4 separate regions of the Mus musculus genome follow, and all the other regions are linked to region 4. Evidence: chromatin contacts called from public promoter capture Hi-C data. All regions are on one chromosome and are shown on one strand. Each heading gives the region's core, a stretch centred on a gene start, on an enhancer-like site or on the middle of the called end of the contact. The rest is flanking DNA. Distances are from core to core; before and after follow the strand shown. Region 1 holds the start of Cd37 (CD37 antigen). Region 2 holds the start of Prmt1 (protein arginine N-methyltransferase 1). Region 3 holds the start of Ap2a1 (adaptor-related protein complex 2, alpha 1 subunit). Region 4 holds the start of Grwd1 (glutamate-rich WD repeat containing 1).

What was found. Promoter capture Hi-C pulls out the DNA fragments that hold promoters and counts their contacts. Capture Hi-C pulls out chosen DNA fragments and counts their contacts.
Region 1: a promoter capture Hi-C map of liver shows a contact between it and region 4. The contact joins the promoter of Cd37 here to the promoter of Grwd1 in region 4. A contact is called at or near these places in 3 of 39 promoter capture datasets (cranial neural crest and liver) and 1 of 115 datasets of contacts at active chromatin or transcription factors (bone marrow-derived macrophages).
Region 2: a promoter capture Hi-C map of liver shows a contact between it and region 4, with 2.7 times the contacts expected there. The contact joins the promoter of Prmt1 here to the promoter of Grwd1 in region 4. A contact is called at or near these places in 4 of 39 promoter capture datasets (cranial neural crest, embryonic stem cells, liver and 1 more) and 1 of 9 other capture datasets (liver).
Region 3: a contact with region 4 is called in a promoter capture Hi-C map of pre-B cells, with 4 times the contacts expected there. The contact joins the promoter of Ap2a1 here to the promoter of Grwd1 in region 4. A contact is called at or near these places in 2 of 39 promoter capture datasets (liver and pre-B cells), 1 of 484 Hi-C or Micro-C datasets (CD4 T cells) and 1 of 9 other capture datasets (adipose tissue).

Annotation. Positions count from the first base shown.
Region 1 is chr7:45,236,960-45,240,167 of GRCm38.p6, forward strand. Cd37 (CD37 antigen) reads right to left here and starts at 1,880. Exons shown (of 8, transcript NM_007645.4): 1 at 1,701-1,880; 2 at 1,541-1,613; 3 at 201-325; 4 at 43-117. The coding sequence starts at 1,769.
Region 2 is chr7:44,984,758-44,987,820 of GRCm38.p6, forward strand. It overlaps Prmt1 (protein arginine N-methyltransferase 1), which reads right to left and starts at 1,663. Exons shown (of 10, transcript NM_001252476.1): 1 at 1,526-1,663. The coding sequence starts at 1,561. Gm15545 (predicted gene 15545) reads left to right here and starts at 2,143. Exons shown (of 2, transcript NR_045266.1): 1 at 2,143-2,613.
Region 3 is chr7:44,928,022-44,931,521 of GRCm38.p6, forward strand. It overlaps Ap2a1 (adaptor-related protein complex 2, alpha 1 subunit), which reads right to left and starts at 1,469. Exons shown (of 24, transcript NM_007458.2): 1 at 1,259-1,469. The coding sequence starts at 1,325. It also overlaps a transcript of Tsks not described here.
Region 4 is chr7:45,829,134-45,832,215 of GRCm38.p6, forward strand. Grwd1 (glutamate-rich WD repeat containing 1) reads right to left here and starts at 1,656. Exons shown (of 7, transcript NM_153419.2): 1 at 1,462-1,656; 2 at 1,159-1,276; 3 at 849-1,011. The coding sequence starts at 1,648. It also overlaps a transcript of Grin2d not described here.

The DNA.
Region 1 (3,208 bases), core at 630-3,129, 590 kb before region 4:
CCAGACCCTCCAAGCCTGGGGTAATGATGTTAGTAAACTCACCCGGACCCGCTGAGTGGAAATGAGGATGCCCAGGGTAATCTGTGTGGCAAACAGGAGCAGCAGCATTCCAAAATACTGAGGACAGAGTGGAGGGGGAGTTCAGCCCCTCGGGTCTCCCAGGGGCTGGCCCGAAACGGGGGGTGGGGAATGCCACTCACCAGGCCCAGGAGACAGCGCAGCTCCTTTAGAGCCCCCACACAGCCCAGGAGAGCCAGGGCCATGGTGAGGACACCTGAGACAGCCAGGACCTTGGACCAAGTCTGCAGTGGCACGAAGGACAAACCTGAGGTGGTGACAAGCAGTGAGAGTGGGTGGAGGAGAGGACAGCAGCTCCACTCGGCCACCCAGGAAGGCCGTGACTCTTGGATCCCCGTGTCCCTTCCTCTGAATCTGCCTGGGTGGGCCTCTGCTTCTGCCCCACGCTGAGGTGCTTTCTCCTCTCTCTCTCTCTCTCTCTCTCTCTCTCTCTCTCTCTCTCTCTCTCTCTTTCTCTCTCTCTCTCAGAGAAGATTTCTCTGTGTAACAGCCCTGGCCTTCCTGGAACTCTGTACTCTAGGTGGCCTTGAACTCACAGAGATCTGCCCACCTCTGCCTCCCAAGTGTTGGGACTAAAGACATGTGCCACCATGCCCAGCTGAATCCATTTCTTAAACTTTTTGAGGGCAAAGAAATAAAGGATCGATTTCCTGGACTTTCCTTTCCTTTCCTTTCCTTTCCTTTCCTTTCCTTTCCTTTTTTCTTTTTTCTTGAGACAGAGTCTCAGGTAACTCAGGCTGGCCTCGGACTCAGTAGCCAGGGGTAACCTGGAACCTTGTGATCTTCCCACCTACACCTCCCCATGCTGGAATGTCAGGTGTGGGCCACCACATATATCCTAGAATTGTTCTGAGCGAGGTTCGAATGAAAACGCTGTTCAATTCAGCGGTCAATGTGGTGAGTCTGAGTTGCTATGGTTTTGGTGTCCCCTCCTTAAATGGTTTCCTTGTTATTATTACTTTATTTTTGCTCTTCCCCTTCCTGGCTGTGTGACACCCAGCAAAAGACTTCCCTTCTCTGAACCTCAACAAGGGAGAGTCTCTGAGTTCCAGTCCAAAATGAGACACAGGAAGTATTTGAGAAATAGCTATTATTTCTGTTATTACTGTTCCTAACCGCGACCTCATGGTGCTGTGGTTGTTTTGGAGGCAGGACCTCATTATCCAGCCTGGGCTCCAACCCACTGTGTAGTCTAGGATGGCCTGGAACTCCTGATCTCCCACCTCCTGCGTGCTGGGATGACAGGCATGACCGGCTACATCTGCTTTACACTTCCTACTTACCAGCACACATCCAGCTTACTGGCAGTGCCAGTGGGGTGCCAGTCAGAGCTGGAGCCCTACCTGGGAAGATAGTAGCTATTGAGGGCCTCCCCAGGGCGAGTGAGATATCAGGAGATGCCTTGGGGTGGGATTCTGGGTTCAAGTCCAAAGACCCTCCCCTACTGCGCAGCCCCCCTCACCCACAAAGGACACGAAGCTGGTCTTGTCAATGAGGATCCAGGTGCCGAAGCAGAAAATCAGGCCGCCTAGTACCTAGGGGAAGAGAAGAAATGAGGCTAGGGCGGATCAAGGGCCACTGTGGCCCTGGAACCCCGGCTGGGTAGCCATGAGTAGACTCACAAAGAAGAAGAGGTTGAAAACGAAGAGGAAGTACTTGATGAGGCTGAGGCAACTCTCTTGGGCGGACATCTTCGCCTAGATGGGGAATGACCCACTCGAGAAACCCAGACAGAAGAGGTGTTGGCCGCAGGGGGGAAGGGGAATAGTGGGCAAAGAAAGACAGAGACTGAGAGGCACAAAGGAAACCGGCAGAGAAAGAGGAAGTTCCGGGGGGGTGGAGCTCCACCCCGCCCTGTTCATTTAGTGACTGTCAGCGGGGGCCCTATCTTCTTCAGGGTTCCATCGAGTGCACAGCAGTACCTGAGGGTCCTTGGAATATGTGGGTGCCAGGGACACAATGGGTTCCTCGCAGGTGTCCATAGCTCAGGCAGGGCGCACAGGGGCTTCTGATGGACTTCCACTCACGTGGGTCCTGGGACTTCAAGGTTGTTTCTGCAGAGTTCAACCTCACAGACACTCTGACCTCACTGGCTACTGGCTCCGCCCCCTGCACCCTGTGATCTTCTGCTTAGCACCCATTAGCCTCGAGCCACCGCGCTGTCTCTGCCTCTCTGTCTCTGTCTCTCTGGGCCTTTGCGGTCTCTGTCCTGTGTGTCTCTTTCCCTGGGTCTCTCTCTTTGCTCTCTTTCTTCTAGAGCAGGTGCTCCGATGTGCTTGGGGGCCAGGGTTGGACCCCTGGGGAAGTGAAAGGGCTGCAGAGGAGGTGTGACAGTCCCAGGAGTGAGGAGGGCAGCGAGGCAGTGCCTGAATATCCGGTGGAGGAAGTGAACCTCAGATGGCACTTCCTACCTCTGCGGAGAAACCTGAGGGGAGGAGGCCCCAGAAAAGCCAGGCACTGGAGTGGGGGTCACTTGAGCATACCTAGCATCTTCAAAGTTTCCTATGATGTGCCCAGAAAGAAGTCCCTGACACTTGTCAAGTCCCCAGTTCCTCACAGATTTCTAATGTGGGAAGTTCCTATCACCTATCTACCCAAAGCCTAGTTCTCTGGGACAGCAGCTGCCTTCTGAGACATGTCTCATCTATTTTCTTTCTGTATGTGTATTTGTATGTGTTAGTGTGTGTGTGTGTGTGTGTGTGTGTGTGTGTGTGTGTGTGCGCGCGCGCGCCTTTGGAGGCCAGAGGACAACATTGGAAGCTGTTCATCTTTTTTTAAAAAAATTTTAACGATGTGTGTGTGTGTGTATGTCTGCGCCACATGGTGCTTATAGAGGGCAGAAGATAGATAAATTTTCGGGACTGGGCCTCTCCTGCCACAGGCTGTGCTCCAAGGCAGGTTCTGCCATCTCCAATAAGCCAAGTAAAAGAACCAAATTTCTAGAGGAAACAGAAAAAGGTTTACACACAGTGTGGTCACATTTAGAAGGGCACAAAGCGATCTGGTGATCCCCTTCAATTCATTTTTGGGGTCCCTCACTGAGACTGAGGTGTAAATAGAAGGCTAATGTTATGCATGTCTATGCAGTCCACCATGCGGTCCTACCCACCACTGACCCACCATCGTCTGG
Region 2 (3,063 bases), core at 413-2,912, 840 kb before region 4:
TGGGTTCCCACACTGGAACAGCCTTTTCTTTTCTCTGTCCACAAGTCCCAGGGCCCAGGGTCACCATAGTGACCCTGTAGGCTAACTGATCCCTATTTATGGCAGATTTCCCAGCAACTGACCTTCCCCTCCAGAGAACTTGAAGAGGTATGGGCCCCATCAAATTAAATACCATCAATGACTGCCACCCAAGGCTTCCAGAGAAACGTCACAACCTAACCAAGCTCTCAGCTCCCCACAGCCTGGGAGGTGAGATTCCCACGTGGGCCCCACTTTTTCAATAGTACAGACGGACACCAGAAGGTTGACAAATGACTGAAGAGAGCTTGAAACCCATGTCTAGGACCTGCCTTACAAGCCTGATGATGAGCTACTCAGAAGTCAAAAGAAAATGGCAAGTTCAAGGCCATACTCAGCTACAGGGTGAGTTCAAGGCCAAGCACATTTTTTTTTTTGAGGCAGGGTTTCTCTGTGTAGCCCTGGCTGTCCTGGAACTCACTCTGTAGACCAGGCTGTCCTTCAACTCAGAAATCTGCCTGCCTCTGCCTCCCAAGTGCTGGGATCAAAGGCGTGCGCCACCACCGCCAGGCTCAGGCACATTTGTTTAATTAAACTAAGTAAAAAGTAGACTGAGGAATACAGCTTAGGATCGAACAATCAACGATAAGCAGGTAAGCAAGGCAGATGCTAGAATTTCATTCTGTTTTGGGGGGAAATTAGGCAAAAAGGCGGAAATGTTCAAAAAGGGGTCCCTTGCCACATTCAAGTTGGTAAAAATGGAGCTCTGTGGAGGTTAAGGCCCATGGCCATCCGAACTCCTTTATCCCCCACCACTGACCTCTGACTATCCATCCACCCGAGGGCCCTCCCATGAAGGGGTGGGCTTGGGCCACGCCCCATGAAAAAAGACGCCCCTCTCACACGCCCATAGTGACCACGAGGGGGTGCCCGGCGACGGATCCGGATCTCCTCGGATGAGATTCCCCACCATCTCCTTAAAGAGAGGTCACAGGGCTATGCCCATCCCCCCCCCCCCCCCCCCCCGCTGCACAAGGCTAACACAGAGTTGGGGAAAGGGAGGCTGGGGACTGATGTTCTCAGGCCCCACGCGGGTGCAAAGAGCCCGGGCTGCATGGACATCCACAGCCGAGCCAGGGAGAGCGGGTGGCAACCCCTGGACCCCTTGAGTGCAGCCCAGGTCATCGGGCTGGGGGCGGGGCCTTTGTCCTGCACGTGGAGCCCACGGGGCCCCTCGAGGCGGCACACCCCCCTCCCCACGCTACTCTGCGAGACCACGTGCGGCCCGGCTGGAAGCGCCCCCGGCCCGCGACCACGTGCGACAGTCCTCGGCTCGGCTGCGGGTCCCAAAGCACCGAAAGCCGAGATCTCTCCCGTCACGATCGAACACATCCCCCGATGCGGACCAACGCGAAGCCAGGCACATCAAAAGGCCCCGTCCCCACAGTTCAGGCCGTGGGCCACCCGTCTCGCGCCGCCCCCGGGCCTAAAGAGCCCAGCTACTCACCTCCATGATGCAGTTCGCGGCCTCGGCTGCCGCCATCTTCACCCGAGTCCTCCGGCCTCCGAGACCCCCCCCTCTCTCTTTTCTCCCCCCGGCTCGACCGGGGACCGCCTTTTACCAGAGGGTCCTCAGCCCAGCCCCCGATACCCCGCCATAAGTTCTCATTGGTCTGTAAAGCCGTCCATCTGAGAGCTTCATATTTCAATTGGATGACAGACACGCCTATCAAACATAAAGTGCCCGCCCCCCTAGCGTTTAAAGGCCCGCCCCCTCCTGTCCGCTAGGAAGAGAACAACTGCCTGTCTGTCTCACCCAGCACGTGTGACGATTGGGTAAAATTCACCAGATCTTCCCGCCCCTTTCTGGCCAGCTCCGCCCTGGAGCTTCCCGGCGGGCTCCGCGCTAAGCGGACGTCTAGAAACTGACTTGTCTATCATTAAGCTAATCCCCTCCTCCCTCGTTGATATTGGCTGAGCCAAAGGTGACGTTCGCGGCTCTAACGCCACCCTGTTTAAGCGACAGGCCTAGAAGAAGAGGGGCCATTGGCCCATAAGGAAGCAGGCAGAGCTTTGGGCAGCAGCAACTGGCTCTTAGGAATGTCAATCATCACCATTCTGTGGATTCCTCTCCCCCATACCCCCTACCCCGGTCTTGGATGTTTTCTGGAGGAACTGGGGAGCGTGGGCGCGTTAAGTTATAGGGAAAACCCCAATTCCTGAGACGTGGATGAGGGCGCATTCTAGTCTGTGATTCCGAAACCAGCCATGATTCGCTGTGAGCTTCCCACCCCTGTGCTGGAAGGCGCCAAGTTCTGAACACCTGTGGCCTCCTCGTGGCCTCCAGGTCCTCTGCGGGAAACACCCAGCGTCCTTTGTCTGACCAACTCCTACACGTCAATCACCGGCAATTCGGACGCCACCTCTTCCAGGAAATTTCCCTGAATCTGCAGAAAGTTACTCCTTCCCTGAGGATGGATGTCAGTTGCTGGATTCGTGAACCTTCCCTTTGCCTTCAGTCCCACCAGTCTATGGTCCAAACATAAGATCCTTTAAACTCCCGTATGAGCCCTCCAGTGGGAGCTTCCGCATAAGGTACGCGAGCACATCTGACCTGTTTCCTTCCAACGCCTAACACTTACTTTGTATAGTGTGAGCATGCATTCGTGTGTGCCTTGCACGTATGGAGGTCACAAAGCAATGAACAGGAGTCCTTTCTCCCACGATGTGAGTGTAGGGAATTGAACACAAGTCGTCAGGCTTAGCGGCAAGCACCTTTACCCTCTGCTGCAGACCAACACTTACAATCTGGTAGATCTTTTGTTTGACTGATTCTCACTGTGCCTTGGGCCTGGAACTCGCCGTGGAGATCAACCTGTTTTTGTCTCCCAAGTGCTGAGATTTAAGGCCTATGAAAATCTTGCCCAGCCAATATGGTCCCCCTTTTTTTCCCGTTTTTCCTCGATAGTGTTTCTCTGTGTATCCTTGGCTGTCCTCTTACTCATAGATCCGCCTGCTTCTGCCTTCCCAAAAGGCATGCTTCCC
Region 3 (3,500 bases), core at 219-2,718, 900 kb before region 4:
GACAGAGTTCTGTAACACAAAGCCAGCTCTGGCTGACCACATCTACTCATGGACCCTCTGAAGGGTCCTGACAGCTCCACACAGAGCATCTACTCCCTGGAGTTGAGAGCTGACCAGCAGCCAGGCCAGGCCATTGTTACAACCCTTCCTAGAAGGGACTATGGTCCTCATATTGCTGTAATAAGCCAAAAAAGGCTTGGATCCAGGCCTGCCTTGTTCCCTTCCTCAGGGTACAAACTTCCCCTCCCCCAGCTTGATAGAGCTCTTCTCACAGAGCATTAAGATACCTTGCTTCCATCATAAACACTCACTCTGTGATACCTTCCCAGAGCCTGCTGGTATCTTAGGTTCCCCAAGACTTTATACTATAGTCCCTTATTTTTTACATGTAGCCTCTTCAATGCTGTCCTTGTTTGGGGGTGGGGGATTAGGGGGACGTTAGCTGTTTCAGACAGGGTCTCTCTGTGTAACCCTGGCTGTCATGGACTCACAGAGATCATCAGCCTACCTGTGTCTCAGAGGTAGTAGGATTAAAGGCCTGCACAAGTACACCTGGTGCCTTCCATGTCTTTTACACAATCTTCCATGTAGAGTCTTTTCATACATCATCCTCTGGTCCTCTGTCCCTTACCTCTTCATCTCTGGTCCTTCTGCTGTCCCCCCAACCTTATCATCTCTAGTTTCTCTGCTATGTCCTCACCTTATCATCTGGGGGCCCTATGGTGTTGTTCCTACCCTATCATCTCTGCTTCCTCTGCAGTTTCCCCACTTCCATCACTGATCCCTCTGCTGTCCCCCACCTTATCTTCTCTATCCTTCTGCTGTCACCCCATTTCTATTTCTGATTCCTCTGGTATCTCCCCACTTCATCATCTCTGGTTACCCTGATCCCCCCCCCCCCCCACACACACACACACACTTTATCATCTCGAGTCCCTCTGCTGTCTTCCCACTTTATTATATCTGGTCTTTCTGCTGTCCCCAATTATATCATCTCTGGTTCCTGGGCAGTTCCCCAACTTCTGGCCCCTGGCCCTAGGTGGTTGCCCGCCTCCCATCTCTTCTGCGTCCCTGATTTCCTCCATCTAGGCTCGAGATGGCACTGAATGACCTACCTAACCCGTTGCCCTATTCCCTCCACCTCCTCCCGCCACGTCCGCCCGCGCCATCCTGGTCCTTCCCGGGAGGACACCCCCGCGCTTCCCTGCTCCCTCCGCCCGGTCGCCGCGTGACCCCCGGGCCCCGGTCATGAGCTCACAGTTCCGGATGTCGGAGATGAACACGGCGAGCCCACGCATGCCATCGCCTTTGGATACAGCCGGCATGATGGCGGAGGGCTCGGCTCCAAGCCTGGCCGAACGGGCGCGGGGCTGGCTGGCGGCACCGGGCGGAAAGGACCCCAGACGGCGCCGAGGAGCCGGCCGGGGGAGGGCGGGCTAGCGGCGGGCTGGCTGCAGGCCGACGCCCCGCCTCAGACCCGCCCCTACGGATTGTCATCCGGGAACGTACGCCACTTGTTAGCTGAGAGCCCTGCCGCTCACAATAGAACGCCCGCCCTCCTCTCTCTCTGATTGGCTAAATAGTAAAGACACCAGGTGATGATTGGTGCAGTACCGGGCTATTTCCGTTCGGAGCAGGGAGGCAGGGGGCGTTGCCCTAGAGACGGGGGAGTTCGATGACACACTCTGGGACCGCCCCCTGAACGGCCGAGACCAACGCTAATTGGATGGACTACCAGCTCCGCGCCAGTAGGGCGGGATGTAAGAGGCCGAAGGAGGCGGAACTTCGGGAAAAGAAGACCAATGGGTGAGGAGATTGCTCTTCGCAAGGCTCTGCCGATTCGCCGGAAGCGTCATACTTCCGCCCTCGAAGGGGCGGTTGTGGGGGGCGGGCAAAAGGGCGACGATCCGTAGAGAAGGAAGGAGAAAGAAGCCCTGTCAGTTAGCTGAACTGCGATAGGTGGAGCGATGCCTGCAATTCCCTGCTGCAGAGAGGGGCTGGGCGAGGCGGTAGACCGTGAGGTGTCCACTACGCAGGCGCCTCCCTCTTCCCAGTCGGTCTCCACTCCCGAGCCCCGGCCTCGGGAGCATTCCCTTCCCTAAAAACAACGCCTGGAAATTTGACTTGTCTGCAAACCTCTTATCCATGAGAGGAGGGACTGCCGGTTAAGGATTGTTACCATAGACACTGAGGTCCAAAGAGATTGAGTGGCTTCCCCAAGACTACAGCTCAAAAATGGAAAACTGGGATTACTATTTTGGTTTTTAAACATTTTTCAATATAGGTTACTCTTTTTTCCTCCCTAAACCCCAGTACCGAAGACAATCTGCCTATAATGGTCATAAGATCAAAATTGCTTCCTCCATCAGTTCTGGAGAACCACTCAAGGAAAAGCCAGTTAAAGCCACAGCTGAGGACTGGGTCAGTTTGTTTTGCTTCCGACTCCCTAGGTTCTATGGTTCACTAGTTGCAGGGAAGTCAAAGCCCCCAGAACACCAATGCCCGGGGTTATTGAGAAATTTGGGGCAAAGGGACTTGGGAGAGTCCATGTCTATTATCCCCATGAACAAAACGGCACCCCTGACAGGCTTTTCTAATTTGACACCCCCAGAATGGGTCTAGAAGGTAGTTATGTCCTGGGACCTAGGAAGAGGCAGCACTGAGTCCTTGTGAATAGAAGGTAGTGTTCTGTGAGTTTGAGGCCAGCCTGATCTATGTAAACAGCTCCAGGATAGCCAGGACTACATGGAGAGTCCCTGTCTCAAAAACAGAAAAGGTTAAGGATGTAACGTTTAATCCCCCAGTGAGAGAATGGGTGTATGTGTGGCTCAGAGGTAGAGCCTCTGCCTAGAACTCCCCAGTGAGGGGCTGGGGTGTGGCTCAGATATAAACCTCCTGCCTTGAATCCCCCAGTGAGGGACTGAGTCCTGTTTCAGTGGACGAGTACTTGACTATTACATCCAAATGCTGAGTTCAATCCTCAGCACTGGAAAAAAAAAAAAGTCACAAAATCAGATGTCTATTTCCTAAAGAGTTTCTAAGTATTAGAGACTTCATAAAATACTTAAGGATACAGCTTGCAAGAGATGTTTGGACTAATCGTCCTAGGAGGGATGTGAAGAGGAGACATAAAATGTAGCAAGAATATATACAAAGTCTGTCTCCAATTAGCCTATCTTCCTATTCGCTGCTTCTCTGCTCCTGTAGCCTGGTAAGGACAAGAGGAGTTATTGAGCTCTGGGTGAAAAGAAAAGCCTTTAATTCCAGGCCCCTCACACACAGATGGGAACCTCATTGTTCCCCTACATGTCCAGGCTGTTTGTGTAGCTGTTGTTCTGATATTGCTTGTTTGTTTTGAAACAGAGACACACTATGTACACCAGACTGGCCTGGAATCACAGAGATTCTCCCACCTCTGACTCCATACGGTTAGGATTAATGGTGTGTGCCACTATGCCCAGTTCACAGGCTTTTGGCTTTGGTTTTGTTGTTGTTGTCGT
Region 4 (3,082 bases), core at 406-2,905:
TGAAGCAGAAACCAAGACTTACATTAGCCCACAAGGGCAAAGCAACCAGTCTTCCAGGCGCTCACCCTGCACATCTGTCACTGTCCCCGCTTAGTCTATTCTGCTCCACACACAGTCGCCTCTCCAGTTTCCCCTGAGATTCTGAATCATGTGTGCCAGGTGCACCCCAGGGTCTTGGCACTTTCGTTTTTCTTCTCTGCAAATCTGTTTCCACAAACACCCCAGCCCTGACACTTGCTGCAGGTCTCTAGTCCAAGAACACCGACTTACCCAGTCCTCCTCAAATTCACCATTTACAAAAAACAACTCTACCCTAGGAACACCCTTATACTACCACACTCAGCATCTTGTAACAAACTACAAGCTTTCTCTTGTTCCCTTTCCCACTAGTATGTTATGTTCATGGGCCCAGAGCTTTCTGTCTACAGGCTAAACCTTCTGGGAATAATGTAACAGATACAGGTCCAACAGAGACAGGTCCAGCTACGGGTTGGCTTTTGCTCTACATGCTCCTTGTATACCGTCTCCCTTTTTTGCTCATCTACCTGATCATAAAGTGCTCTATTTATTGAACTTGAGGTGAGCGCTCTACCACTAAGCTGCCTTTGAACTCATTCTATCCTGCCTCAGTTCCTAAGCAACAGCTCAGTAACACCCTTGCGTTTCACCACAATCAGGAGCTGTTTCAGCCTTTATTATCTGTTTATCAGCTCATAGAGTGAAAATGTCTGAAAATGAGGGGGGAGGGAGAGAAGCTGAGGGGCTGGAGGAGGTACTGAGAGACATTTGGATCTAGGGGGAGGGGTGTGCTGCAGAGAATCCTTAACAAGCCCCTGGAAAGACTGTACCCGAACTCGGTTGATGCCACCGTAGTGAGGAACCATGGCCAGTTCCAGCTGAGGTTTCTGCTCCTCCTCATCCTCTTCATCTTCATCTTCCTCATCGTCATCACTGCCCTCTGAGGGTGACGGCCTGGTGCCATGGAGATTGTGCATCCGAAGCATCATCAGTCTGGGGAAGCAAATACGGGTTAGAAACTGAGTGCCGGGATGTTGAAGGAGGAGGGAGGCTGGGGTCCCAGACTTTTAGGTCTGGCATTAGCAGAGAGCCCTAATGCGTGGGGCCTTGTGGATGTCTTGCAAAGGTCCTGGGTCTCACCTATTGCTCTGGGCGCTCTCCGCCTGGGTTCCCGCACACAGGTAAAGACTGAGAGGGAGCTCTGTCCGGTTGTCGCCCAAGTGATCTCGAACTATGTCAAAGCTGAGACAAGGGGCGCCTAGGGATGGGCGGGGAGATTAGAGTTGCTGAGTAGGAACGAGAGACTGGGAACTCGGCCTCCACCTCCTCCAAAGGCCGGCAGTCTGCAGGGTCACAATCCTCAGACTCCAGACCCTTCGTCCCCCAGACCCCAAGACAGGCCTTTCATTTCCCTGGACCCGAGAGTCAGGTCCCTCTGCCTACCAGTTTGCGCACGATGGTACAGCACGTAGGCCTCTTCATCCATTACCAGCTCCTCTCCCTCGCTCAGTGGCGGCCCTCTGCCGGGCAGGTAGACCTGGGATGGGCCTTCGGTTCCTGGGTCGCAGGTTTCAGCCTCCATGGGTTCTCCGGTTTCACACGTGCGACTCCGGCCCTTGCGCGCCGCCATCTTCGAACCTTCTTGCCCCGGACGCGAAGTGAGAGCGTCACTTCCGGGTTTCACCTCCCACAGTCTAAGACCCGTCCCACTGTACTGTTACCTTGGAAACCTGTGAACCAGCCAGAAGAAGGTAATGCGCAGAGAGATGGCCGCCACAAAGTAACCGCGTCCTGGCTCAGTGAGAAGACTTATATTAGGAGCAATTTTGTCTTTCGTGTGACCTTGGGGAATTCTTCCGCGCAGCAATGGCAAGACCTTCTGGGAGTTGTAGTTCTACAGAAGTCCTCGGCTTCAGAGCCCTCTCCATCTTCCACCTTTCATTCCCAGGGTTGTCTTTCCATTTAGTTAATTATTCATGTATGTAAACGAGCACTTACTGGCAAGGAGACTGGGCTTCTGTTCCCCGAGGACCTTTAAGGCCGATTTCTTCTCCTCTCCTTGTTATGATGGTTTTAAATTATTTCAAAATGCTTTAGGGTAGACAGGCTGGACATTATGTATAAGTTAGTGGATTGGATCTATCCTCCAGGGGCAGACCATTTCCCAACCAGGCATTCCCAGGGCAGCTCTGGTCAGCAGGCACTTAATCAGAAAGTCTCTCTTGAGGCTGCTGCTACAACTGAGTCAGCTCTCTTTATCTACCCATGTACACCCGAGTTTTGGTTAATTGGAGTAATGAAATATTGGAAACAGATCCTCACTGGTGAGATTAAGGAGATTCAAGGCGTGGGTTGGCCACTCTCCATTTGCATAAAATAACCCATCAAATCATTCTTGCCAGTAGCAAGGAGTAGGTCTCTAGATTTGGTCCTAATTTGTGCATCCCTTTTTGTATCTCTACTCTTGGGGGTGTTGTCTCTGCCCTGTCACCTCTCCACCCCTCTCCCCTGGACTCTTGCCGCTTCCTGGGGTTGACTGTGCTTTCCCCAATCTCCTGTTTTCTAGGACTGGGGACTGAACTCAGGGTGTTATGAATATTACAACACCCTGCCTCCGCTACACCACCAGCCCAGTTTCTGTTGTCTGACTGTCCTCCCTAAGGACTCAGTTCTCAGTTTCCATTTTTCTCCAGAGAAGTTGAAGGGACAGACACAGAACTCAGGCTTGGACTGAGGAGGCGTAAAAACATGGTTTTATTCCAAACACTGCAGTGTAGGAGCGGGAGAGGGGAGGAAAGGTCAGGTGTGGGCTCCCAGACCCTCCTCTCAGCCCAGCCTCAGACCCTGCTGAAATCTGGGAAAGGAGACCTGGGGGTGGAGTGTCTGCTGGATTATCACTGAAGGGTCACAAATAAGGGCTGGACTTGAAGATGTGATTGGTGGCATCTGGGGTGGTAGGTGAGTGGGGGGAGACAGGTAAAGGTAGGACTTTCGTGGAGGAGAGGTCATAGGTCAGAGCCAACAAGGATCTAAAAGGGAGGGGTCATTGAGGTCTGACATGAAG